Linked DNA regions of Mus musculus: regions 2, 3 and 4 are each linked to region 1. A link is a contact called in public promoter capture Hi-C data. All regions are on one chromosome and are shown on one strand. The core of a region is the stretch at or near the end of the contact, and the rest is flanking DNA. Distances in the headings are between cores, read along the strand shown.

Evidence for each region. Promoter capture Hi-C pulls out the DNA fragments that hold promoters and counts their contacts.
Region 2: a contact with region 1 is called in a promoter capture Hi-C map of liver, with 6 times the contacts expected there. The contact joins the promoter of Gabpb1 here to the promoter of Tmem87b in region 1. A contact is called at or near these places in 3 of 39 promoter capture datasets (liver and pre-B cells) and 2 of 115 datasets of contacts at active chromatin or transcription factors (large pre-B cells and thymic regulatory T cells).
Region 3: a contact with region 1 is called in a promoter capture Hi-C map of pre-B cells, with 2.4 times the contacts expected there. The contact joins the promoter of Atrn here to the promoter of Tmem87b in region 1. A contact is called at or near these places in 3 of 39 promoter capture datasets (liver and pre-B cells).
Region 4: a promoter capture Hi-C map of liver shows a contact between it and region 1, with 6 times the contacts expected there. The contact joins the promoter of 4930402H24Rik here to the promoter of Tmem87b in region 1. A contact is called at or near these places in 2 of 39 promoter capture datasets (liver and pre-B cells).

What each region holds. Positions count from the first base shown.
Region 1 is chr2:128,813,844-128,820,947 of GRCm38.p6, reverse strand. Tmem87b (transmembrane protein 87B) reads right to left here and starts at 2,645. Exons shown (of 19, transcript NM_001355629.1): 1 at 2,445-2,645. The coding sequence starts at 2,609.
Region 2 is chr2:126,670,967-126,678,070 of GRCm38.p6, reverse strand. Gabpb1 (GA repeat binding protein, beta 1) reads left to right here and starts at 2,479. Exons shown (of 9, transcript NM_001271468.1): 1 at 2,479-2,715. A630026N12Rik (RIKEN cDNA A630026N12 gene) reads left to right here and starts at 2,784. Exons shown (of 1, transcript NR_166192.1): 1 at 2,784-7,104.
Region 3 is chr2:130,903,638-130,910,741 of GRCm38.p6, reverse strand. Atrn (attractin) reads right to left here and starts at 4,247. Exons shown (of 29, transcript NM_009730.3): 1 at 3,775-4,247. The coding sequence starts at 4,181. It overlaps A730017L22Rik (RIKEN cDNA A730017L22 gene), which reads left to right and starts at 4,346. Exons shown (of 3, transcript NR_015523.2): 1 at 4,346-4,531.
Region 4 is chr2:130,835,537-130,842,640 of GRCm38.p6, reverse strand. 4930402H24Rik (RIKEN cDNA 4930402H24 gene) reads left to right here and starts at 2,496. Exons shown (of 37, transcript NM_029432.2): 1 at 2,496-2,677. The coding sequence starts at 2,595.

The DNA.
Region 1 (7,104 bases), core at 1,396-3,895:
GTGGAGTAGCTGCCTACAAGCTGTTGGCAGAACGTCAGTGACATAGCTTTTGGTTCTTACCCATGCCAGGGACACCCTTGTTCTTAAAAGTCACCCCAATGTACTCACTGGTTCACTGAGCTGAACTTCGAAGGACTTTCATCTGTTGCTGAGCTATTAGAAATGGTCTCAGAGAGAAAGTCACATAACAGGTACCAATATCAAGAGAGACATGCTGTCCAAGCTCAGCTCACTTCTGACATGATCTGTCTCAGCCTTATAAGTCCTGGAGTTTAAGGCTGAAGTCTAGTGGGAGAGGCCTATGGTGACCTTAGTCCCCCACCTTCCAGAACCTGATTCAACAAACACAACAAGATTTCCCCACACTGCTACTGTCCCACTCCTTACAAAGAAAATTCCTATTAATCTTTTCAGACTAGCTATACATCTCCACAAATCAGAGTCAGGCCAGCTCCATCAGTACTTGAATAATAATATCCCAAGCGTGCTATATGGTATATATAAGTATCTACTCATAAATATATTACCCCTGATATTGTGTGAGCTCCTTGAGAGAAAGGATTGTACCTAAAATTCATCTTTGCAGGAGGAATAATCAATCTAGCAAATGGCATATGGAGATGCTCAAACTATTTGTTAATTTTTATAGCTAAAAGAACCTTTTTTTTCCTTCTGATGAATTCATAAATGAAAGTCTTTTTTTTTTTTTTTTTTTTTAAGACAGGGTTTCTCTGTGTAGCCCTGGCTGTCCTGGAACACATTCTGTAGTCCAGGCTGGCCTCGAACTCAGAAATCCACCTGCCTCTGCCTCCCAAGCGCTGGGATTAAAGGCATGCGCCACCACTGCCCCGCATAAATGAAAGTCTTATTCTCCATGTTCTAAAAGACAAATTCTGACAACTTATTCTAAGAAAAAAAATAATCAGCCTGCTTTTTGCAAAGCTGACACTGCTGGCTTGAGCTACACAGGAAATAAACTCAGTCTGACCAAAGCATAACTACAGTCAAAAAACACACTTCTCTGCTTGTCAAAAGAACCTGCCATTCTTCCCAGTGGGATTCTTACTATCTGAAGTACGCTTGACAAAGATCTTTTGGTACATGCTCAAGCAACAGTTTTCATGGAGCTGATTCACAATGCTCTTATTTTGAGTTTGGAAACCGGCTTAACTGCATTCACTAAAAAAGCAGCAGGAAACCATAAAGTGTGCTTCAACAAACATTGCTTTTTATTGATGAGAAATACAGCCATAGAGATGGGCAGGCCCTATCGTGGTAAGTATACAAAGACATGTTTCATTCTCTCTGTTCTAAAAGATACATTTCTGACAACTTGATATAAGAAAAAAATAATCATCCTGCTTTTTGCAAAAAAAGGCTGCTGACACTACCAGCCTGAGCTACACAGGAAATAAACTCAGCCTGAACAAAGCATATGACAGCTAAAAAAAAAAAAAAAAAAAAAAAAAAATACTGGGCACCTACTCAGAAGAATCTCAAACGCAATGAATACACTGAGCCGGGCCACAGAATGAAGCCTACACTTGAGCCTCTGCAGTTTTGTGTTTGGAAGTATGTGCACCTTCTGATACTACTTTTGGTTGAAGGAATATAAATATAAATGTCACCTTTAGAACTTAGACGCTGTTTCCACACATCCCAAGCAGATCTGGGCGAGTCATCTGACTCTGGACTCAAGACAAGGCCGCTTCCCGATATCCTGTCTCTTTTGCAAGACTTTGCACAATTTGGTCTCTGCCTTCTTCCCACATCATCTCTTAACCATACAGGACGTCAAGTTCTCTAACGGCCTGCCCAGTTACGGAAGTTTTCATCCATCAGACTCGCCCTTTAAACACTCTTAAGCAAACACCCTGTTCCACAGACACGCGCAGAAGTCATGAACACTAAGGAATATACAGAAACTCAAGAAAAATAAGAGAGGCGAGGTGACTTTATGCACGACTGTAGAGCACACTCAATTTATGCTCTAACAGAAAGGCTAGACAAACCTTGTGGCCTTGTGGATGTGGCCCCAGTAGTAGTAACCTAGCCGAAGTATTCGGTCCCAGCGATGCCGCTGGGAATGCAGAGATTGGGGCTCTGAACTGAAGAAACAAAAGCAAGATCTAGAGACACCGTGTCAGGACAGTGAGAGGCGGGTGGAGAGCCTCGCGAGCAGCAACAACATTTGGAAAGGGAAGCCGTCTTAGGAAAGCACAGTGGGACCGCTCTTCCCAGAAGCCTAGGCAGAGGAGGGGGACGCTCCCTTCCCAGAGCCCACTCTAGACAAAAGGCTCAAGAAGCGCGTCAGAGGACCCACCGCTGGTCCCAGAGAGCCCTAGTGAATGTGCCCAAGGCCAGACTGGTCCGCAGGCGGAGCTATCCAGCCAGGGCCCTGGAGCCTAAGAAGCGCCACGCCTCAGTCCCTACAGAGCACTTACGTCATTGACCGTCCTCGTCCAAAGCCCGAGCTCGGGGACTGCGTCCACAGCCGCCGGGACCCAGCACAGGAGACACAGGGCAACTCGCAGCAGCTGGGCCCCGGCGGGCCGGCGGCAGAGGAGGCTGGGAAGGAGGCCAGCCTCAGACCGACAGGCGGCAGCCATCTTGACGCGGACGCCGCACCTGCGCTCCCGGAACCCGGCCACGCCCCGGGGCCGCACCTGGCTCAGCTCCGCCCCTGAAGGGGCGTGCCCACGAGGGGAACGAGAGCACGGGCGTGAATGCGGAGGGGGTCTTGGGCTGAAGCGGATAGGCGCTGTTAGAGGAAATAGGCTCAAACCTGGAGCAGGGCTTCAGGGCCAGGCCTGGAAGGAACCGAGGAAGTGTGGAGGGAAGGGAAGAGAGTCCAGAGGGAAACCCGCCCACGGAGGGGGCGGGGCCTGGGAGGTGGGGCCGGGTGGAGGCGGGGCTGAGAAGGTGGGGCCGGGAGTGGAGGCGGGGCCAAGACCTTAATTGGGGCGGGACTATGGGCACGGGGCGTGGTAGGGAGGCGGGGCCTTCCCGGGAGAAGGGAAGGCGGAACCAAAGTGTGGAGGCGGGACTACAAGATTAAAAGGGCCGAACCTGGGCGGAACTAGAAGCTGCTTTAAGGGGAAGGTTGTGTGTAGAAAGATGGAGGCGGGGAAAAGAACAGGGAGAGGAGGGGGAGGAAAAAGAGGCAGGGCCTTAAGGGAAACTAGAAAGGAAAGACCTGGCTGCAACGCAGTTGAAAGGTCAGCTTGCAGAGCAGGGCCCCGAGGATAATGGGGCACTCTAATGACAAGTTGCAGAAATGAAGATCCTAGTACTTGGGAGGTGGAGGTAGGAGGATCGTGGGAATTCAAAGACAGCCTATAGCCACATAGCAAGCGTGAGACCAGCGTGAGCTGCACAAGCTTGTCTAAAAGCAAAACAAAATACTTGTCAACTAAGGGGAAAAAATTGTTTCGAGAGCAATAGTCAGGTCTCACCAGTAGGTGGCACTAGGAAATTGATGTTTTATATGAATTTGAATCTTTCCTGAAGGTGTTTTTTTAGTCCCGATTAGATTCAGTAGGAGTTACTGTTTATACCTCTAATTTCCTTATTTTAAAATAGTTAACTATTTTTCAAGCACATTTAAGTTCACAGTAAAATCGAGAGGAATGGATCTCTAGAAAGTTCTAATATCGCCCTGGTCACCAGCTTCCTCTGCTAGCAACATTCCACACTACAAGGAGTACCTTTAATAGAGACCATTAAACCAGTAATCAATTCAGAACTGTATCTTACGGCTCATTAAATATCTCACAGAGGTATCGATCTCCGAGTAATAGACTAAACAGGGAGTTTACCTTATTGAAGAGCAAATGGAATATTGAGATGGTCCTGAGGTTAAAGGCACTTGCTGCCAAAGCTGACTACCCACAAGGTCCCAGAAACAGACTCTGGAATGTTGTTCTTTAACCCCCAAATACTTCCCACTCAATACATAAGTAAAATGTAATTAACATTTTAAAAGAGTAATTATGGGCTGGCGAGATGGCTTAGTGGTTAAGAGCACCCGACTGCTCTTCTGAAGGTCCAGAGTTCAAATCCCAGCAACCACATGGTGGCTCACAACCATCCATAATGAGATCTGACGCCCTCTTCTGGAGTGTCTGAAGATAGCTACAGTGTACTTACATATAATAAATAAATAAATCTTTAAAAAAATAAAATAAAATAAAGGCACGAGCCGCCACAAAAAAAAAAAAGAGTAATTACTTTTGTTAATTAGATGCTTCTTATTCTAGGGTAATTTCATTTCCAAGGAAGAGTGGCACTAGCATTGCTTCCTTGAGTTAGTTAGGCTGTATTTGTTATCTCCTCCATCCACAACACTCAGCCAGGGGCCAGGGTAAAATCAATCAAACCTAACACAGCAAAGGGCCATCAGCAGGGGGTGGATGTAGTATTTGCCCAATATACCCTGACCCTGGTTCAATCAGCACCACAGAAAGAGCTAATGGAACAGGGGACACTGGTCACATCCTGGGGTGTAGATATAAAAGAGTCTGGAGACACTGGCCACTCCTGCAGAGGACTCGGGTTCCATTCCCAGTACCCATATGGCAACTCACAACCTCTGCTCCAGTCCCAGGGCATCTGTTGCCCTCTTCTGATCTCACTGGTCCACAACACATACAGGCCAAATACTCATACACATAAATAAGTAAATCTAAAACATATTTTTAATTTAAAAAGCCTATAGCTTTTTTTTAATCCTTATATTTTAGAGATTTCTTTAATTTAGATGCTTCTAGAAGCAGTCTCTGGAGTAAGACTCCAGTTCATCAGGAAAGGATCATAAATGGCAATAGGTTAGCGTTCTTGAAATTCATGCGGTAAGGTTCTAATCTCCAGCTCATCAAATGTGAATAGAGAAAGAGAGTGAGATAAGATCTTCAGGGTGGGCCCTTATCCGGAAGGATTGGTATCTCTATCCAAGAGCCTCAGACACATTCGAAGCCTGGGGAGGACATTGTAGACCCTAGGAGCTGCGACAAGCCCCCAATAGAGGCAGTCAGAGGAATCTGTGTCAACAACTTAATCTTGGACTTCCTGATCCCACAACCGCAAGGAGCTCCACGCTGCGCTCTAAACCTCCCAGGTTCTGTTCCTTTGTTTTGCCAATCTTAACAAATCAGCCCAGACAGTGAGTAAATGTGACCGTGAGTGGAATGTGGACAATAGAGACAACGTAATTATCCAGTCAGCCACCGCGGTGGCAAGTGGCATGTAATCTCGGAGAGACTTCGGAAAAGCATGTGAGCAATGTCCCCAAGTCACCTCACCAGGAAGCTGCGTTGTTTGCATGGATGGTTCCCAGCTTATGGTAGTTAGACTCACAGTTTTCAGCTTTATGGTATTGCAAACTGAACACCCAGCACAGGCTGTTCTTAATTTTGATCTTGCCCTGGCTGGAGATGCCTGATGTGGTGCTTTCTGGTGGTCCTGGGCACCCTAAAGTCAGCAAGCAAAGTGGAAGCTCTGCTGTGTCCTGTGACACCAAGGTGACTGCTTTGACAGCTGATGCGCCAAAATGCTGCTTTCTTCTTTATTGAGACAGGGTCTCACTATATACCCCAATCCTTGAACTCACAACCCTCTGTTTCCACCACTTACGTGCTAAAAACCACAGGACTGCATCACTATACCTGCCCCCACATACACACACACTTTATAGTGGAAATGGTTTTATTTACTGGCAATAGAATAAAATGAAAAAGGTTGCCACTGCATACACATATACAGTGTTGTGATTGTATTCACCCTGTTACCCACTGTTGTCTCCCTTCCTTTCCCTCTAAACTTCATTTTCTTCCCAATTAATTCTCTCAGATTGGTCCCTTCAACATCCATTATGAATAGAGGAGATGTCCATGATGCCCTAGCCCTTCCTGACGAGTTGTGGACTGTTAGTGCTCTCTCCCCTTCTCTCTCTCTCTCTCTCTCTCTCTCTCTCTCCCTCTCCCTCTCCCTCTCCCTCTCCCTCCCTCTCCCTCTCCCTCCCTCTCCCTCTCCTTGCCTCTCCCTCTCCCTCTCCCTCTCCCTCTCCCCCTCCCCCTCCCCCTCCCCCCCTCTCTCTCTCCTTCCCTCCCCCTCCCTTCTCCTTCCCCCATCCCCCTCTCCCTGTCCTGGAACTTGCTCTGTAAACCAGACTGGCCTCCACAGAGATCCACCTGTCTCTGCCTCCCAGGTGCTGAGATTAAAGTTGTGCACCAACATTCCCATATTGCCTCATAATTGGCTCTCATGGGATAGCACGCATGTGCCACTGTGCCCAGCTAGTGTGACATGTTTGAATAGCTTCCCACTCCAGTTTCAGGTTACAGATATGCATGTTTGACTTGAAATGCTTTCTACTTATGATGGCTGTATCAAAACATAACCTCATCAAGAGTCAAGGAGCAGAGGTTCTTACTCTGTTCAGCCTTGGAGCATGGCTGTCCCTGGGAGGGCAGGTTAAGTCCCACGAGCAGGGCAGAATAGCTTTTCCAAAGTTTGAAGTAAGGAAAGAAATACAGAGCATGACAGCTGCAAGTCAGCTCAGACATACAGGATGGAAAGGCCAGGAAGACCTCCACAAGGACCCCTGAAGAGACTCACACTGCAACTCTTGCAGATGAACTCACATGGTGTTTGGGATTTGTTTGGGAGTGGGCAAGGATAAAATAAGATGAGCTATAAATTAACTTTTAAGTTTATTATTGTTGTTGTTATTTTATTTTTAGGGATATAGGTGTTTCTCTTGCAGCCATGTCTGCACTGTGTGCACAGAGGCCAGAGAAGGGCATCAGACTCCTTGGAACTGGAGTTACAGCTGCCATGAGCCTCCATGTGGGTACTAGGAACGGAACCTGGGACCTCGAGAAGAGCAGCCAGTGTTTCTAAACACTCAACTGTGTCTCTCCAAGCCTGAATTGATGGTTTCCTTTCCTTTGTTAAAGCCTGGAGATGGATATATGAGCAGTCACGCAACTCTTCTGCCTATTTATATACGTTTAGCTCTTCAATAGTAATAAGGTTGCATTGGAGATTTTTGCTGGATGTAATAATAGGATCTAAGTTTACACTCCTACATAAAACAATTAAATG
Region 2 (7,104 bases), core at 1,230-3,729, 2.1 Mb after region 1:
TTATAGGATATTATCCTTCATCCATTTTAAAACTCTAGTTGTTCTTCCTTTTACCAGCAACAGTAGCTGAAGCCATGTTCTTAGCTGCTACTTTTATCTTCTCTAGCTCACAGAACAGGACTATAAGAATGGGCACTCCACACCGAGCAGTGGTGGCGCACGCCTTTAATCCCAGTACTTGGGAGGCAGAGGCAGGCAGATTTCTGAGTTCGAGGCCAGCCTGGTCTACAAAGTGAGTTCCAGGACAACAGTCAGGGCTACACAGAGAAACCCTGTCTCAAAAGAGAGAAAAAGAATGGGCACTCCAGCACTGCTGAAGGAATGAACAGAGCTGATTAGACAGGCCCATAGGCTTTCCATGGTCACACAGAAGCTTCATCTTCCCTAGCAGTCCTCTCCCTTTGCTTTTTTCAGTGAACACACTGCCAACCCTCAAGTACTCTGACAAACTTGAGTCACCTTCCTTGACATCTCCTTCAGGCATTCTCACATCCAGTCAAGCATTCTCCAAATTCCTAACAAGCAGTTGTGATTTCCTTGATTCCTACTTGTGACTACCTCAACCTGTGTAGTCAGTTTTCCAAACTACTGCTTCTCCATGCCTGGGGCGTTTTTACTGAATAGCTACCAGTCAAAAACACCAACTCATTAAGGAGACATTCAAGGAGGTCACTCAACCTCTACAGGTCCATTTCTGGGAATGATCGAAATCATCTCTCTAGTTCTGCATTACTGTTCCCTTCGACTGGATGGCCTTCACCAATTTCTGATTTCTATATAACTTTTATATAGCTATTTGATTCCTCTGTAAGGTTACTGTGTGTGTCTGTTTGTGGCAGGGGAATATTCCTGCAATCACACCACATTCAGCTTTTCTGGCATAACCACTGATGATGTATACTCGTCTAGATGCTATAGCACAATTAAGGCAATTAACTATTTACTCAAAATATTATGGAAAGGAATAACAATTTAAAAAAATTCATAAGAGCTGGCAGTATTGGTACACCCCTCTAATCCCAGCACCTGGGAGGCAGAGGCAGGTAGACCTCTTTAAGTTTGAGCCCAGCCTGGTCTACAGAGTGAATTCCAGAGCAGTCAGAGCTTCACAAAGCGAGACCCTATCTCAAAACCAACCAACCAACCAAACCTAACCAAAAACCCCTGAAATAAAATATTAAATAAAAAGAAAAAACATGAACTATGCTCTCCCCATTCTGTTTACTTTGCTATGTCTTACACTGGCTACAAACTTTCACTATATAAATAAGAAAGGCAGCCGGGCGTGGTGGCCTTTAATCCCAGCACTCGGGAGGCAGAGGCAGGCAGATTTCTGAGTTCGAGGCCAGCCTGGTCTACAAAGTGAGTTCCAGGACAGCCAGGGGCTATACAGAGAAACCCGGTCTCGAAAAACCAAAAAATAAGGGCAAGTGTCCTTATCTGAGGACAGACACACACAAACACAAATGAAGTCTGTAAACAATTTGGATCTCATTTAAGCCATTTTGCTCCTAGGTTATTCTCGGTTGTCTCCGATATTCTCATTCCTAGATACCTGACGCCAAAAGTTCCACGGGTAGTGGACTTTTCGGTGAAATATATCAAAGTGGAACTTTGAAAATCGCATGTGAAGTAAATTTATAAGGCTTTTCCTTCACAAATCATCATCTCCCAATCAACTCTTGGTTCATTGAAAGTAAAATACGTCACTAGGCATGGTGGTACGCGCCTTTAATCCCAACAATTGAGAGGCAGAGGCAGGCGGATTCTTTTGAGTTTGAGGCCACCCTGGTCTACAAAGCCAGTTCCAGGTCAGGCAGGGCTGTTACAGAGAAACCTTGCCTCGAAAACAAATCAACAAAAATCCTGACAATACAGACAGGAGAAAAGCGTCACTATTACAACATTAAAAAAAAAAAAAGCCACAGAAACATCCACGTCACACACGACCAGTTTACACCAGGTGAAGAGGACAGGCATCCTTTGTTCCCGCACAGGCCCCACAACCAGCGATTCCGGGTACCTTCCAGGACCACGGTAAGTTAAATCTTAGGTACCCGGCTGCCCTTCCGCCTGCCGGGAATCTGCTAGAACACCCCATAGTCAAGTCCAAGCTCCAAGCGTCCCGAAATGCCGGCACTTTCCGTGTCACGCCGGGGGAGAACTTAGCACACGCACCCCTAACTCCCACACATCCCGCCCCGCGACGCGGCGCGGAACACCCAGCCGCGCACAGGGCCACCGCAGCGCTCACCCCGCTGCCGCGCAGGCGCCGGGCGAGCCGGGACTTGCGGTCGCCCCGCGGATCATTCCGCCGCAGCCTTTGTGTGGCCGAACGCTAGAAATGGCTTATTTCCTTTCTCCCCGTTTAAAGTCAGAAGCAGACCCTCTCATCCCTTTCTCCCGCCGGAACGGGGCTGGGGGAGGGCGGCGGCAGGCTCGCTCCCGGGGCCAGTGGGGCGGAAACGGGCGCGGGTTGGCGAGGCCGCCGCAGGCATGCTGGGAGCTCGGCCGCCGTGTCCCTCCGCGCCGACGGGGACTTTTCGGTGGGGATTTTGGGCGCCGAGCAGACGCGGCATTTTCGGAAAATAGCGCCCTGTGCAGCGAAGCGCTCTGTGTGTGGCGGGGCCGCGTCTGCCCTGACGGCTCCGAGGCGCCGCGGTCCCCGCACCTCCTCCCGCTGCTCCCCCGCCGCCGCTCCCGAAGCTTTTCCAGGTCAGTGCGGGTCTGTGTAGGGCCCTGTTACCACCGGATGTGGAAGTTGATCTCTTCGCTGGTAAAAAATAATTCCACTTCCCCCGGAACCCAGATCATCCCCGCGATTTCCTGTTTATTGCATTAAGGCGCCGGGTTTCCGGGGCTCCTGGCCCCGCTTGTTTGGCGGGGGTCGGCGGGGTCGGCCTGGGTGTCCGTGCTGCCGCCGCCGCCGCCGCCGCGCTTTGTCCGCCCGGCGCTTGGCTTCTGGGAGGGGCGGCAGACATGGTGGCGGCCGCCGCCCCCTCCTCGGTCAGGCGCCGCGGCCTCCTGCGGGCCCCACGGGTCGGGTCTGCGGTGGGGTCGCCATGGCCGTGGGGGTCCGGGCCGGCGGGGCAGGCGGCGGGAGAGGCGGCGCTGTCCCCGCCCGCTCCTTTGTCTCGGCGGCCTGAGGGCCTGGCCTGGCCGGGCCGACGACAAGCGGGAGGGAAGGCCGGGCCGCGCTGCCCCGCTGGGCCCCGCGGAGCCCGGGGCGCTCGGGTTTCGGCCCGAACAGCCGGGTCGGGGCAGGGTAGACGGGCCAGTCCGGAAGGGACGGAGCCTGCCATTCTCAGTGGCCGAGACTTTTGCCCCGGAGACTTCGCCACCGGAACCCACGCGAGCGCGGGTGCGGAAAGAAGCCGCGAGTTTCGTCGGTCATGTCTTGCCTGGGCACAGATCGGTGTTGAGTGTGCTGTTGTGAACCTCTCCCACGGCGTTGAAGCCGCGGGCTTAGCCTTGAAGTGTGCATCTCCAAAATGAGAGCGAAGGAAAGCGGGCCTACCTGCTGGCTTTTTTTCCCTTGAAGCTTTTGCTTTAAGCCCATTTCCACTGTGTCTAGCAGACACATTTGCTTTAAAGCAGGGAGCGAGACCACAGTACTTCTGAAAGAGAGCTTCATAACGTGGGAGTAATTTTTAAGAGTTCTTTCTGCAGACACTGTGGTTTGTTGTCTATTCAGGCAAGTTACTTTCTGAAATGTAATTTTTATCTGGGGGTAAAAAAGAACGGTGGTGTGCTTTTTCTAGGGAAGTAGTGGCCTTCCCAGAATTGAAAACGCACCGAATTTAGTACGCAGACGATAGTCTACCTCACAGAGATTCACCCAGATTAATTTAAATATAACTGATAGCTTTTTGGCTCTTAGGCCTTCAGACTCTGACTTTTTAAGTTTTAAGGGAACTGATGGCTCTTATCCCTTTATTCGCTTTTCTTATTTTGTCAAAAATGAAAAGTAACGTGTCAACTCATGACTTAGGCAAGAGTCACATTGTTTTGCACTTTCGAAAGTCTTTTTTAAAGCCTAGTTTAACAGAAAACATTCTTGAGTCAATTTTTGCAGACAGTCTTGTGATATGCCACATAGCCAATGGAAAACACTGTATGTATATTATGCTTTTTTTAAAAAACATGATATATCCCATCCTTCTATTCAGCATGTTAAGTACAATCAAGATATTGTGAAAGACAAACTGAATGAGAAGAATGATTCTTGTAGTTTGGGGGAGAGGCCTCTAACTTTTTAAAAGATGGCCATTTAGATGCTTAAGCATTGCAGAGATTATAATTTACCAGTAGCCTTGATATCTGGAAATAGTCCAAGTGACAAGACATTTTAAAGTTCCAGTTCATATGCTTAACGATGTACACATATAATCAGCGTGTAAAGACCCGCTTGTAAGTACCTTCTTCACGAGGACACGTGCATCTTAGGCGCTTCAGACTTCCGTGGGAAGTGAGGTGTTTGCCGAAACAAAATGCACATGTAGTTTGCATGTGTAAGTCTTAGCCTCTTCCCTGACTCAGTCTGGGTTTCTTGGGTGTGGGCGATTAATCTGTAATAGTTCAAGATGAGTTTGGGGCTAATGGCTTTGGAAGGAAGCTGAGTTTCCAGTGGTTTCTTAAAACCCTCGTCTGATTCTGTCAGTTGACCTCTGCTGTTTCATCAACAGGAAGCATCTGGCCATTCTTCATGTCATTGTCAGAAAGTGCCAGGTGCATTTTTATGTTTGCTATTATGCATATCAAAATTGGATCTTAATTTTAACCTCGTTTTTATTCCCCTCCCTCCCTCCCCCGGCATTTTAAAAACCCGTGGTATCTCTAGGTATAGGTGAGGCAAACATTACAAATTCAAAAATTGTCACATGAAATTTTAGGTCAGAAATTAATTTTTGAGTGAGCTCAAGTTTCTTGCAAGTTGTCTTGTTAGTAAATGCACTGATGATGTCCAATCCTTATCTCACCGGCTATCTTAGAGACTCATGTCAAGGCAAGTTCCTGGACATCTAGGAACTTGTTTACATATTGACAAATATGACAATTTGACATTGTATACATGTCATATAGTGTACAAATTAAGGTATGTGTTGGGACCCATTCACTTTCTCTGCTCTAGTTTATAAATGTATAATTGCAGTCGTAATATGAGTGTGGGTAGCTGTCCAGTGATCCAGTGGCTTTTTAACTAAAAATTACATTTCAGTAACAAGTGTCTCAACTTGGGGTCAGTTGTAATTAGCATTTTCCTTGTCTGAGGAGGATTGTTCCTTCATCCCTGTAAAAGATAAATCTTGTGTCAGAAGAAGTTAGAATTAGAACCTGTGTTCTCAGCTCTGCAGTGTTGTCCACAAAGGTTAGTGCATTTTTATTTGGACTGTGGATGTTTATGGCAGTAGAGATGTAGGCAGAGAGTAAGTTCTCCAAAGACAAGACTTGATTTATCCTGATAGAAAAAAAGTTGAAGAATACCAGTTGAAGCTTTTCTGGTCACAGGAGCTGATACTGACTCCTGTGTGCCTTAGTTGTCTCATTTGTACAGTAGGAATAATTACATGAATTCTTCCATAGAAAGTGGTCACAATGATGCCTTAGAGCACTGATTCCCAACCTTCCTAATGCTGCCACTTTTTAATACAGTTCCTCATGTTTTGTTGACCCCCTAACCATAAAATCATTTCATTGCTATTTTGTAATTAATTTTGCAACTATCATGAATTGTAATGTAAATATCTGTCACCGGTAGTCTTAGGTAATCCCTGTGAAAGTGATGTTTGACCCCACCCCTCACCCCAAGGGATCACAACCTATAGGTTGAGAACTGCTGCCTTAGGTCATTAATAGATCAGTAAATTTTACTGTTTTTTTTTTTTTTCCTTAATTTCAGTTTAGCTTTAATTTTCCCCAAATCCACTGTGTAGTCCAGGCTGATTTTGAACTTGGAGTAATTCCCTTGCTTCAGTTTTACAGGCTGGGCTTACAGGCATGAGCCACCATGCCCAAGCTAGTACAGTTACTGTGGGCTCTCAGCCCCACTATTGAGAGCCCTTGTAGTCAATAATCTTGGAATTTGTGTGTGTGTGTGTATGCATATGCATGTGTTTATACATACAGACATACATATATGCAAATTAATGTTATAACCTTGGAAGGAGTTCATTGTAGTGTCTTCTTTCAAACATATCCATCTTAGCTGGAAATTATTCAAGTTTTTAGGCTAAGTGGGATATAATAAATGTCTTGCTGTGGGTTCTGGTAAGGTTTTTGTGTTTTTATTTATTTCGTATCAGTGTAAGAGAGCCCCGGCACTTTAACTAGAGGTTAAAGGACATTTTGGGAGCTGGTTTCTTCTTCACTATTTGGGGCCAATGATCAAACTCAGGCCAGGCCAGGCTTGGTTGCAGAAATCTTTGGGGCTAGAGAGATCCATGCTTCATTCAGAGCACTCAAGTTCAGTTCTCAGCTCCCTTGTCAGACAGCTCACAATTGCTTATAATTTTAGTTCTGGGGTGTGTGACCCCACTCCTGCACATTTGTGGCATGTAGACAGGGCATCCTGTTTCTGTGCATTACACACATTAAAAATACCCTTTACCTCTTGAGCCAACTCATCAACAACTGTGAATCCTTCTATTTTTTAAAAATTATGTTAAATCCATTGATACTGTAATTATACAATGTATCTTTTTCTAGAAGAATTTTGAGCATCTATTAAAGTTAGGTGTTTAAATCTCATTACACTAGAGAGGTGAGCTACTACTAGTCTGGTAATATACTATAGTAGTGATTCTTTAAAAGAAGTGAGTGGAGGTTACCATGGTACCCCTTTCTAATATAGCCCCCTCCTACTTGGTAGATGGAGCAAAGTGGTTAAGACCATAAAATTATAATATTGTACACTAGACTTAGGTCATTTCTTTCATGATGAAAACTATTTGCTGGGTGTGGTAGCATATCCCTTAATCCTAATACTGGGGAGGCAGAGATCTCAAGTTCAAGGACAGCCTGGTCTACAGAGCAAGATCCAGGACACAAAGAAACCTTGTCTCACCTTCCAGATGAAAACCCCAAGAATCAAAAAAGAAAAGTATT
Region 3 (7,104 bases), core at 2,998-5,497, 2.1 Mb before region 1:
GCCAGCAAGATAGTTTAGTGGGTAAAGGCACGTGACATACAAGCTTGACAGCTTGAGATCAAGCTCCAAAACCAAGTTGTCCTGACCTCTGCGTGCACGCACGAGCGTGCACAGAAAGAAACAGGTGCCATGACTTGATGCCATCGAAACCAAAATGGCAGGCTTGGGAATGTAGCTCAATGGTGAAGTGTTCGCCTAGCATGCACGAGGCGCTCGAGTCAAGACTAAGCATATCACTGAGAATAAGAATTAAGCCAAAAAAATGTATTCATTCAATGCCTCTTAGTTTAACTTGAAGAGGGAAGAGGAGGAAGAAGAGGAGGAGGAGAGACTGGTGGTGAAGAAGGGAAAACCAGGATACATATCAATCTGGTAAGCAGACGCAGCATTAACTCGTTACTCACTCTCGGTGAAAAATTAGTCAGCTAAAATTTTCCCAAAAGACCTAGCTTGCTCCTTTTTGCTCATTTTGGTTTCGGAGACAAGCCCAAGTAGCCCCAGGTTACTCTTGAACTTATTCTGTAGCCGAAGCTTGCCTCGAACTGTTCCTCCAGCCTCAGCTTCCGAACAGCTGTGATTATAGGCGTGAGACAGATGTCCTGTCAGAAAATATATAATCTGTTTTTACAGTTCCTTTAGACTTATTTGTACTGTGCACTACACATTGCATAGCATCCATGGAGCAGAAGAGGCCACCAACCAGGACTCAGAACCATTGAACCAACTCTCAAGCCCTATTTTTTATTTTTATTTTTTTATTCATTTTTAATTTTTTTATTTTTTAAGATAGACTCATAAAGATCAGAATGGTCACAAACTTGCTATGTCACCCAAGGTTGACTTTGAATTCCTGACCTCCAAAGTTCTGAGATTATAGGTGTGTGCTACAACTCCTGGCCTTTTATTATTTTAACAATTCTAGAAGCCACTTACTATAATAGTATTGTCAGAGGCAGTCTTAATTGAGCCTTAATGAGCACAAGCTCAAAGGGAATGTCTGTGACAGTCACTTACATATGAGAGTAGCTGAGGCACTATCAGGAGTGCCTGTCCTGTTTTAAAAGGCTCTTCTCTGAACTATTCATGTGGACACTCAGATCTCTTTCTCTCCCTGGCAAGCCCTCTTACAGGTAAATAACCTCAACCAACAAGGAACATGTGCCAGGCACATACCTTGAAAACTCCCCAAACTCTGTGTATAAATCTAAGCTTATCTCAGCCTAGTCCTACCTATGTCCCTGTGCCTTGTAAATATTGCCTCTCAATCACCCAAAGTAAGAGCTAGCCTTTTCTCCTCACTATCGTGTTCACATGTCCAAGAACAAACCGATCTGAAAGAGAGACCTAACCATTTTATCTCTATACTCCCACACAATATCTACCTCGTCTCTACTAGCAGCAGTGGTGTCTGGCTCTGACCTACACCAACAGTCTCTATCAACTGCCCATAACATCTCATGCCTGTAGCCCAGGTTTTCAGAATTTGAAGGTCCCTCCATCAATCCCCCTGATCTTGGAAGCATCTAAAGTCAACTGACCTTTAAGGCTATTCCCTTTCTGGTTCCCGTCTCTAAGTCTACAATTTCATGAAAACAGAGTGACCTGTTGCATCCCATTGCTCTTTGGTGAAAGGTCAAATCCTAAATCCACTTCCTACCTCTATGTGGCATAGCACTGCACCGACCTCTCTCTGCAGTCTTGGTCCCTTTTGCTCTCTCTGCTATGGACACTGGATCTCCCCTCTAACCTGTCTTGATGTCACTCATCCCCCATCCTGCCCCTCAGGAGTATCTCAACAGAAAGATGAATCTTAGTCTCACTCTGAAAGGAGCTGGCTTCTACCGCTGCCCTCACCTCCACAATCATGCAAAATTACAATATATTGATTACTGGATTTAAAATTAAATAATTTTAAAGAATTATTTATTGGGGGGACTAAGGGGGCAGGATGTCACATGCCTTTAATCCCAGGTCTTGGGAGGCAGAGGCAGGCTGATCTCTGTGAGTTTGAGGCCAGCCTGGCCTACACAGTAAGTTCCAAATTAAAAATATTTATTTTTATTTCCTGTGTAAGTGTTTTGCCTGCATGTGTGCCTGGTGCCTGAAGTCAGAAGAAGGCATGACATCCCCTGGAACTAGAGTCATAAATGATCATGAGCCACCATGTAGGTGCTGGGAACCTAACCCCAGTCCTCTGCAAGAGCAACAAGTACTCTTAACCACTGAGCCAGCTCTCCAGCTCCATTATGGTATTTTTTACTCCCAAACGAAAAGTTAAGTTCTACAAGAATAAAATTACATACAACTTGTTTACCACTGTATCTCGAAGCCTAAAATCACAACACGCTAAACTATTAGACCAACCCCCGAAACACTGGTGCTGAGGTTCCTTGGTTTCTCCATTGTAAAACTTAAGAGTTCATCTTGCCACTGATCTCTGAGTCCCCTAGAAGATCTAACAGAGATCTATTACTTTAACATTCCAAGCTTCTCCCTTACAACTCTCTTCTACTACAGGGGCACTGGCAAAACTCCACCTTCTGGACTCTACCACTATGTCTGCAGCTTTTTTTTTCCATTTGGAATTCTTCTCCCCAACTTCACGCTTGCAAATCCTACTTAACCTCACATGCTCAAATTCAATGTCACCTCCTCCTCCTCCTCCTCCGAGACTTCTCTGCTTACTGCTAGCCAGTCACACACTCTCTGCCCCTTCATTTCCACAGGTTCTCTTATGCCAGGTTCAGGCCTCACTCAGATCAAATGACACTCAAATGGGTGGCTTCTAATGTCACCACTTATCGGAATCCTGGAAGACCGACCACCTGTTTGTATTTTGCTTTTAGCATTTACCACTATCTGAAATTATCCTGCTCATTCCTTTTGCCTAGTTACGTGTTGACTGCCTGTCAGCCCTCACTAGAACATAAGATCAATTGGAGCAAGAATCAATCCTACGCCACGTTCACATTCCCTCACTTTCCCACGTCAAATGGGGAACCCAGTCAACAAATATCTGCCTGAGATATGGATGACACTGTAGGTCTTATAACTTCCCCTTGCTGTGTTCCTAACTTCTTGTGGACCACATCAAACTCTGGATGATGGATCTACCTGTGTGCATTATCCAAAAATTCTCTCACAACAGAAGCAAATAATAGATAAAAGCTAATTAAAAAGTGATCTCTCCAAGAGGTTCTGCCCCAAACCAAGCCAACTGCATGTTGTGGAGAATCTAGGGCTAATAGGATTCTCCTCTCTAGACAACCCCGTTCCAATAGGCCAACAGTGAGGATCCAAAAACTAGTTTCTTCACTTTCCTTGGAACAACAACCAATGGTACTTTTATCCCTGAAATCTTACAACCCAGCCTTACCTTCTATTTTCACCCAACATGTCACTTCCTCGGCTGTACTTCTTCCAGACACACATATCTCCAATCTCTTGGGCTGGTCAAAGGCAAGTGCTGAAGAACTCACTCACTCACCGTTTCCTTGATACCTCATTTATCCTAAATAAGCCCGTTTTCGAGGTGGGCTTTTATACTCTTCAGGACCCACATCTAACCCACAGCAACAAATGCCTCCCGAGTGTTCCCGTTCCTTCTCAATCTTCCACCACAGGCAGACCCGAAGGCCACCAAATGAACATCCCTCCAGGAGGCAAGCCATCATCAAACACAGTGGGGCAAATTCTACCCTCGCGATTTCAAGCCCTGCACCTGCCTTGGGCCTGGAACATCAGGCTGGGCCTGCACTCCCCACCCGCACTCACCTGAAGCGGCCCCCGCAGTGCTGGCATTGCTCGCCCACCCAGCCCGTGGGGCAGACGCACTGGCCGGTGCCAGGGTTGCAGCGGCCGCCGTTGACACACGGCCGGTCACATTCCTTGGCCTCGGCTGCGGCCGAGCCCGACACCGCCGCCGCCACCGCAGCGGCCTCGGCCTCCCGGGGCAGCGGCAGCAGCAGCAGCGAAAAGAGCAGCGGCAGCAGCGGCGGCGGGGGCAGCGCCCGCGACAGCACCCGCGGTAGACACAGCCGGGCGCGCGGTCCCGGCCTCCAGGCCCCTGTCGCGGTGCAGGGTCGGTGCTGCCTGCCCTTCCTGCCCGCAGGCGCTGCTGTCGCCGTCGTGCTCCCCCTCAGCCGCGCCTCAGTCGCCGCCGCCGCCGCCACCGCCACCATCTTCCTGGGGCTGAGCCGGCGCCCAGCGAACACATACACACCCCGCACGCCGGCTCCCCTTCGCCTGGCCGTGCTAGGCGGGGCCGGGCGACGGTGGCCCGGCGGGTCCATATCCAAGGCGGGGCTCCCGCTGTGCGTCGGGCAGGGGCGGGGCTGGCATGCGCGGGGGCGGGACCAGGGCCGTGGTCTTCCGGCGTGCCCAGCATGTAGACCTGCTCAATGCCAGGGTCTTAGCGCGGATGAACATCGCCTAGTCTACGGAGGCTCTTTGCTTTCCGCACCGCGCTACGACGAGTTAGCCAGTACCTCCTTACAGTGGCTGCCTGGCTCTGCTAGACAAGCTGACTGTGGTAAGTGTTACCCTTTGGACGCCTCCAAAGCTCAGCTTATAACCCCAACTCCATTTTGGTGAGAAACCGGACCCAAAAGGCTAATGATGTCGTGTGTTGCTAGCTGAGACCTGAAGAAGTAGTACTTACTGCATTCGCGTTTCTAAACTAGGGATAACAAAATGGCACGTGTGTTAATTAAGCACCTGCATATGAATAGATGTGTAACTGACTGAATGCACACACAGCCAGGCTTTCCTTGATAGCGAGCGGATTGAACCAGTGGCAGACCATGTCTATGTGTACCTTAAATTCTGCAGGAGAAGTTTAGCATTATCTTGTACCCCACGACCTATCCATATTCTCTGAAGAAAGAACAGCCCAGAATTACCGGGAGCGCTCTCAGCTTGCACACCCTTCTTGCTAACGCCAGTGCCTCTCCTACTCCCAATGATACATACTTCCCAATAGCATAACCTTGTATGGGCCACTACCCTGGAATGTACGCTGGACCTTGACTATATTAAACCGATAGAAGGATATGGTAAAGAGATAACGTGTCAGTTCCAGCTCTGATCTTATTTTTTGTTTCTTTTGTTGCTTGGTCTGGTTTGGGAGGTATTTGTTTATTTGTTGTCCTGGGATTCTCCTGCTCTTCCACCTTGGAAAGATTCATACAGAGGTCATATGGAGAGAAAAGGTCCCAGGCAAATGAATCTGGTAAGCTTATAGCTGGAAGAACAGTCACTGAGTGAAGAAGCCATATGGGTTGTTTTAGCCATCTGAGTTGTTCCACTAAAAGAATAGATAGATAGATAGATAGATAGATAGAGATCTATTTAGTTGGCTTACAGGATGCAGTCCAAGTAGTTCAACAATGGCTGTCCCACCCTAGAAAGGTGCTTGATCCACAAGACTGGACTCCACAGTCCCAATTCGGTGCTGGAGTCCTAAAAGATTCCTGGAGATCTCACTGCTGATCCAAAGAAGTCAGTTCTAATATCAGTGAGGTAACGCTGCAGAAACTTGATAGATGACCTTCCCTCCAAGAATAAGAACAAGCAGACAGAAAGCAAAGTTTCTTCTTCTCTGTCCTCTTATCTGCCATGAGAAAGTGCTACACAGATTTAGAATGAGTCTTCCTGCTTCAGGTAATCTGATTAAGACAATTCTTCATGCCCAAGAAATGGTGGCCCACACCTTTAATCCCAGCACTTGAGAGGCAGAGGCAGGTGGATCTCTGTGAGGCCAGCCTGGTCTACAGAGTGAATTCCAGAACAGCCAGGGCTACATAGAGAATCCTAGTCTTAAAAAGAAAAACCAGTTCTTCCCAAGAATGCCTATGTGCTTGTGTTGTTGTTGATCCCAGATACAGTCAAGTTGACAAGCAAGATTTCTCATCAAGTCTACATTATCTAAATAGGAACAAATCTTTCCTGTGTCTCATCCAGTGAGAGGCCCATTGCTCTTTCAAGCAATGTTTCAGCCTGCTTTAGAGAGGCTAATCAGAACTTTGCCTCATAATCTTGGGCTGTGCAGAGTATACTTATGCAGGTACTTGAGAGTTTGGGCACCTGGTCCTGGAAAACAAAGAAAACCTCACATACATGTATGAAACCTCTCTGATTAACCTGGGAGTAGAGAATTGGAGTGCACCCATAGTCAGACACCAGTGTCCAGCGCAGGCCCTGACCTTGCTCACTCTGCATCCCCTGAAGGCCTGGTAGAGCTGAACTGCATACACAGCAGCCTCACCCCAGCTATCCCAGGGCTCCAAACCAGATTCCAGTCTTCACATTTGTTCATTTCTTTGTCTTTTCTCTTTCTCCTCTACTGTGTTCTACATACGGCTGTATATGATGAAAGAAGGAAGCAGGAGACATGGACCTACCATGGTCATGTGGTAGACTACACAGTTACAACGTCTCCTATTGAATCTCACCTATCCCCGTGCCCGCCTCTCCCCCTCTCCCCACGGCCCCCGCTCCTGTTTTACCCTTAGCTCCCTGCTTCTGGCACTGTTTGGAAGCCTGTGGGCTGCGCTGCCTTGGAGCGTGCTCCTGCCTCTGGTTCTCCTTGCTTTCCCTTATTCTGTATTGCTACCATGTAAGCCATCCTCCACTCCATGCGTCTCTCTGCCACAGACAGCTGGGAACTCTGCCACGCCTTCCCTGTGTGAGAGACTGAAATCCTTCTGTTAACAAGAGCCAAAATAGATACTTCTTCCCTTAAGTTGCTTTTGCCAGGGCATTTTGCTCACAGAAGCACAAAAGAGGCTAACACTGTCTCCTGCCATGAAGAGAGGAAGCCTTTCTGGGATTTTCCAGTCTGAGATTCCTGGGTCACACAAAATCTTGACGATTCTTTCCAGCTGTCTCGGAACACTTGCTCTGGGGAAAGCCAGGGGCCATCAAAGAATTCCACTTTTCTGAAATTGCCATACTAGAAGGTAGCTATGCTCCAACCTTTCTAATCTACAGCCACTCAAGACGTCTCACTTGAGTACCAGATAATCAAGTAGCCAAGACAAGGACTCCCTGCCAAACACAAGTTACTAGTATATGAGCAAAATAAGTAAGAGTACTTGTTTAAGC
Region 4 (7,104 bases), core at 1,247-3,746, 2.0 Mb before region 1:
CAGATGCCTTTCTCTTCAGTTTTTCTTTCAACCATGCTCTTTCCACACCCCTATCTAGCTGCTCATTGGCTGCAGACCACAATTCAGTAAACAGTGGCACATCTGGTTACTTCTTCTTATGTTGGGTTCGGGGTAGAAGCTGCGAAAACTCACTTCAGAGACAGAAGCTTAAACATGAAAGCTTTATTCTCTGAGTGCCCAGAGAAGTGGCCAGCTCAGGATGTAAACTTTGTCCTGAAGGGAGACCGTACAATGTTTTTCAAAAATGGGAACATAAATTGAGGGGGGAGCTGAGTGGGGCTGCAGTGTTATCCAGTTGTACTCTGACATTACGGGTTAAGTAAGGGAGTACCCCTTGGAGACTGGGCTGTATCCAGGGCACCTGGCTTCAAGGTTCTTAATTCATTTTCCTAGACGTTAGGTCTGGAGCTCAGAGTGGTAAGAGGACAAAGGAGTGGGTCAGCTGCGTGTAGTTAATTAGGGCATAACAGACAACTGGTTATGTGTTTTTCCAACTTATGCACCTTGGTTCAGATAACAGCGATTTCTATATTCTATATTCAGTTAAGAGACAATTAAGAAGACATTTGGAGAGAAGTGGGGTGCGTGTGTGTTCCTAAGCCTGGGAACATGAACTTGTTACACCTGGCCAATAAGATCAGTTTTCAATCAGTTTTGCAGACACAGCTTTTTTTTTTCCAGGAATTCTCATTTACACTATTTCTCTCCAATAGCACATGAAAAAATGACCATAAGGAAACTACAGCCTCATATCCAGTAAGATGACTACGATCCAAAGATAGATATTAAATGTTTGGAAACGCGTGGAACAATTGGGACTCTCTCACCTAGGTAATGTGAATATAAATGGTGCAGCTTTTTTGGAAAACAAAAAGATGCCTCAAATTATTAAACACAGACTTTCAGTATAATCAAGCAGTACACTTCTAGGAGTATACTACATATACAGGAGAATTAAAAACATGTCTACACAAAAACTTTCGGTATTTGGTCATATTGGCATTAAGCTAAGGCACAGAAAGTGTGGAAAAAAGCTTCTATATTCATTAACTGATAAATGAATACAAAAGATGTGATATCTGCATACCACGACATTGGCCAAGCAACCAAAGGCACACAATTTTGTTCTGTGCTACAAATTGTAGTAGCCTTCCATCTGGACATGATGATGCAGGCCTGTAATCTCAGAATTTAGGAGGTTGAAGCAAGAGTTCAAGGGTTCAAGTTCAGGGGTTCAAGGTCAGCCTAGGCTACATAAAACATACCAAATGGAGGAGGAAGGAAGAAGGTGAATATCACATTTGCTTGTAGAGAAAAGATGTATTCTCAAAGCTGATTAACAGAGCTGGAGATGTATATAATGACTGGGTGCGTAAAAGCTCGAGGTGTTTCAATAAATTGACTGTTTAGCAATTTACAGTCTCCTGGCTGTTAACAGTGGTCTACAGAACAAAGCAGCTAAGAAAGGCTCTTTCATTCGGAAGCCTGGTCATTGCGCTGCTGATTGGGCTGCTGTCAATGATTAGCTGGGTTTCAGAAGCTGTTGATAACTGGCTGATTTGGAAGCCCCTGAAGAGAGGCTGTCTCTGATTGGCTGATTTTCAGATACTGTGTTGGTTACCTCTAAACAATGGTTACACATTCACGAGTTGGGTCTGAAGGCAAAATTTTATTTTCCTTTAAGTATAAAAATAAGCATTTTAGTTCCTTCTCTTTTTCAAACCTGCAAGAGATACCTTGGGGATTGTTAAAATCTTTATGAGTGGAAGAAGGATTTTTTTCAGCCAGTACTATTTATAAATAATTCAAAGGCTGATCATTGTAGCAGGGAAACTAGTCTTGTGGTGTTATAATTTACCATGAAAAGATGAATTTAGGACACGTAGGACATCTTGACAAGGTCGATATGTGATGCTAAAGTAGACCTTGTATATAGTAAGCAACTCTCCACTTTATGCAGGAAGGAACTTGGGCTCTGAGATTTTTTCTGGCCCACCGACCCACAGCTGGAAACAATTCTATCCAGACTCTGAACTGCAAAGGCAGGCGTCTCCTGGGATACTGTGAGCACACTGATGCCAGTGCTCTCAACAGGCCGCATCGCTAAGGGGCCGAACGTTCCAAGGATGGATAGGCAACTGATGTGAAACAGATAACTGTAGCCAGGCAGCGGTCCAGGACACCTAGAGATAAAGCCAAATACAGACCAGAAGAAGCCTAGCCCGGCCCTCGCGGGAGCGAGACCCCGCCCCGGGCGCGTCCGCGAGCGTGGCTGTAGCTCCCGCAGAACCCTCACCGCACTGAGAGACCTTAGGGCCCGGAGGTGTGGTGTCCCGGAGCCTGCGCCTGGCGGCCCGCACCCCAAGTCCGTCTGGCTCCTCCGCAGCACGGTGCGGCGCTGGGCCGGACTCACACTGACGCCCCCGCTGCGCGCGCTCCCGCCCCGCCCCCGCGTGCCCGCGCGCGCCGACCCCGCCCCCTTGGCGCACCCTCGCTCCGCCCTGCCGCTGGCCCGCAGCGGTGCCGGCCCCAGCGACCCTCCGCGGCCCCCAGGTCCTACGCCGCCAGCCTCCATGGACTCGTTCGACCCCCAGCAGCTGGGGCTGTCCCCCGCGCGCTTCGCTGGCACCTTTGGCAGTGGGGCGGCCTCCGTCAGGTATGCCGCGTCGAGACAGCCGAGGGTGGCCCGGGATGCGCCTTGGGGCGGCTACGCCTCGGGCGGCAGGGCGTGGTCTGATATGGCTTCCTTGCGGAGGATTGTTTCAAACGGCTCTGAGAAGAACGTTTGCCCAGGGACAGGCGGCCTTCTGGAGGGACCCTGCTATGTCTGTAGCTCGACAACCCACTGCGGTTTCCGGGAAGACCCCATTGTGACATCCCCACCCCATGGACCGGTTTTCCCTTAAACCTTCCCCACCGACAGCCCACCGCTAGAGGCCCTGTGTTCACGCGAGTGGAGCTCCCGAAACTGCCGCGTAAACCCCTTTGCTCCTAGGTGTCCAGACCCTTTGCCCCAGACTGCCGCTCGATTATAGAGTTTCCAGTCCCCTGCGTGTACAGGGAACTCCGCTCACCTGTCCCTGGCCACTGCATCCAACCCCTTTCCCTTGGGGAGCACCTGTTTCAGGGGCTTGAAGGTCATTGGGGGCGCAGGAAGAAAAAGGAAACTGGATGGAGAGGGAAAAGGAGGCTCGGAACCCCCCAGAGCGGCTGACACTAGGTTCGTGATAAGGAGTGCGGGTGGACTGGAAGGGGAGTTGATATTAGGGAGTGCTGCCCTGCCCTTTTCCATACAGAAGATCTGTTTCCAATTTCTGCTCTCTGTCTTTGGGGCTGACCTTGATAGCCGTCCGGGCTTTGTTTGTGAAGGAGCTAGTATGCGGCTGCCAGAGAAACGCGGAGGTTGGAGTGGTGGAGGTGTTGCAGTAGGAGCCTATAAGAAAGGGAAGGGAGGAGTCATTGGGGTTTGGGTACTGCTAACCTGTCATTAAACCAGAAGAGGCCTTTTTTGTTTGCTTACTTGCAGCCATTTGGCAAAGCAATATGCTATTGTTCCCTTGAGTGGGGGTTGTCAACTAATATTAGAATAGCTTATCCTATTTTCTGTCTTTTTTTTTTTTTTTAATTGAGACCGGGTCTCACTGTAGACCAGGCTGACCTTGAACCCGAAAAGATCCACCTGCCTCTGCCTCCTGAATGCTGAGTCTGTGCCACCGTGTCTGGCCGGCTTTTTCTGTGTTCTTGATTGAGTGTTGTATTGTGTTCTCTCTCTCTCTCTCTCTCTCTCTCCTCTCTCATGTCTGTCTCTCTCTTCTCTCTCTCTCTGTCTGTGTGTGTGTGTTTCTTTCTAGTATTGAGGGTCAAATCCCAATACATTGCTTTTGCTGGACAAGTGCTATAGCACATCTAGCCTTGTGTTTTGTAGAGTTTTGTTGTCTTTTATCAAAACTATGAAGAATGAAAATGACTTTTTTTTTCCTAAGACAGAGACTCACTTTGTAGGCCTGACTGGTTTTGAACTCACAGATCCACTTGCTTCTCAGTGCTGGGATTAAAGATATGAGCCACTTTGCTTGGCTTCTTTTTTATTTTTAAATTGTGTCTGTGTTTGTGTGTGTAGATGCATGTATTGTGTGTGTGTATGTGTTTTATGTGTGTGTATTGTGTGTGTATATATGTAGTGTGTATGTATATGTGAGAGAGAGAGACTCACTGTGCTTGCCACTGGGAGTATGAAGGTCAGAGGACACCTTGCCAGGAGTCTTTTCTTCCCTTTCTCCTATGTGGGTCACCAGGATTGGACTCAGCCAGGTCTCTTGGCAGCCAAGTGCCTTTACCCACTGAGCCATTCTGCAGGCCCCAAAACTAATTCTCATTCTTCATTTCTCAGGACTCCTTCATATACTCTGGCAATGTGTTTATTGAATGACTAAGCCGTGAAGGAAGAAAAGCAATGAGATAGTAATGAAACAATGCATCTGGGAGACCTGGTTTGCTTCTACTTTGACACTGTGTGGATTTCTCTGCCCCCAACAGGAATTCTTTCTGGGGTTTACAGTTTGTAGTGTGTAGCTGCTCATGGGAACAGTCTCCATCCTTTCTCAATCCTTCGGCCAGAGAGGATCACTGAAAGTATTTCAGCTTTGTATGAAATTTAAACAGGATGCATTAGAACTTTGAGCAGCCTGGCGATAAACCTCTCTGGAGGGATGTGTGTGTCTGCCTGTCTGCCTGTGTGTGTGTGTCCGGTGCCACATTTGTTTGATGTGGTGCTGGGGATGGAACCCAGAGCCGTGAACATGGTAACCAAATGCTCTGCCTCTGAACTGTATCCCCATCATAAGCTCGGGAATCTATTTAAATTTTAAAAAGAATTGTATTTTAAAGTAGTTCATTTTAGATTATTTCTGTGAGCGTACTGTGTATAAGGAAAGCCCAGGTGAATGCAGATTCCCAGTGGGTCCAGAAGAGGGCGTCAGATTCTCTAGAACTGGAGTTACAGGCAGTTGTGGGTCCCCTGACATGGGTGCTGGGACCTGATCTCAGGTCCTCTACAAGAGGGTACATGCTCTTAACTGCTGGGCCATCTCCACATTTTTATTTGTTTAACCAAAAGTATGTGTATGTATGTGTCTGTGTGTGTGTGTGTGTCCCAGAGCACATGTAACAGTCAGAGGATAACTTTATTCTTTCATCTTTCTTTTCCTTCCATCATGTGTGAATGTTTGCCTCAGGGATCCAATTCATGCCATCAGTCTTGGTGACAAACTCCTTTACCCACTGAGCTATTTTGCCAACCCTTGCTTTGAATACTTTGAGCCTTGGATGTGGAGAAGCAACTTTATCATAAAAATGCATCCCCAGAATACTACCTGCCATCTCTGTCTCTGTCTCTCTGTCACTGTCTCTGTCAGTCTGTCTGTCTGTCTTGCTATGGAGCCCTGGCTGGCCTGGAACGTGCTGTGTTGTCTGAGCTCACCTTGAACTTGTGGTGATTTCCCTGCCTCTGTCTCCAGAATGGTGGGATTACAGCAGTATATTACCACATCTGGCTTACTTATTTGATTTTAATTTTTTTTAATTATTTATTATTAGCAGGTTTGTGTGTGTGTGTGTGTGTGTTAAGGGAGAGATGCAGACATGTTGGCCCCAAGGCATGTGTGTAGAGGTCAAGAGGGTAATTTCCATGATCTGATTCCCCTTCCGAAGTGAGTCTGGCAATCGAGCTTGGTCATCAGGCTTGCACATAAAGCACTTTTACACACTGAGCCATCGCTCTGCCTCTTTATTTTCTTTTGTTTTCTCTTTCTCCCTCTTTTTTTCCTTTGATTTTTTAAAATTTATTTTTATTTATTTATTTATTTGGAGACAGGTTTCTCATCCATGGCCTAGAAGACCAGACTGGCCTTGAACTCAGAGATCTGTCTGCCTCTGCCTCCACATTGCTGAGAGCTCTTTACTTTCTTTTTTTTTTTTTTTTTTTTTTAAAGATTTACTTATTTATTATATGTAAGTACACTGTAGCTGTCTTCAGACACTCCAGAAGAGGACGTCAGATCTTGTTACAGATGGTTGTGAACCACCATGTGGTTGCTGGGATTTGAACTCTGGACCTTCGGAAGAGCAGTCGGGTGCTCTTACCCACTGAGCCATCTCACCAGCCCGCTCTTTACTTTCTTAAAGAATGTTAAGAAGATATATATAGGGCTCGGGGATCTGGTGTCCTCTTCTGGCACCAGCAAACATGCAATATACACTCACACAGATAAACATGCAGACATACATACATTTAAAAAAATTAGCGGGGCAGTGGTGGCGAACGCCTTTAATCCCAGCACTTGGGAGGCAGAGGCAGGTAGATTTCTGAGTTCGAGGCCAACCTGGTCTACAGAGTGAGTTCCAGGACAGCCATGACTGCACAGAGAAACCCTGTCTCGAAAAACCAAAAAACAAACAAACAAAAAAAATCACCAGGTGGTGGTGGCTCATTCTTTTAATCCCTGCACTGGGGAGGCAGGCAGATCTCTGTGAGTTTGAGGCCAGCCTGGTCTATAGAGTAAATTCTAGGACAGCCAGGGCTACACAGCGAAACCCTGTCTCAAGAAAAAGAAGCATGTTGGCTGACTTTATTAGCCATAACTAAACTCTGAACTTTGCATAAAGTGGTTTGGCTGAAACTTGCCTTAGTACACAGTGGTTTAACAGTAGGCCTTTGATAAAGGAATTTTGGTGAAGGGTCACCTCATTTCTCTACCTCCCTGTGGTTGAACATGCTTTTCTTACCTATTAAAGTCTTGCCTTCTTATGTCCCTAGTGCTTTTGAAATAAATCTGTTTTTCAGACTGGCTTTGAACTTGATTGATCCTCCTGCCTTGTGCTGCCAAGGGCTGAGGTTTCAAGCCCTGACACCATGCCTGCTGCCCTCGCTGCTCCTGCCTTGCATTTTTTTTTTTTTTTTTGACATTTTGAGGGTTCCTACCAGGGTAGGGTTCAGCTCTTCCTCTCAGCTACACTAGGTCTCTGTGCTCTCTCACTCCTGACTGATGAAAGAGGCAGGCTTAACTAGTGAAGAAGTCATGTTCC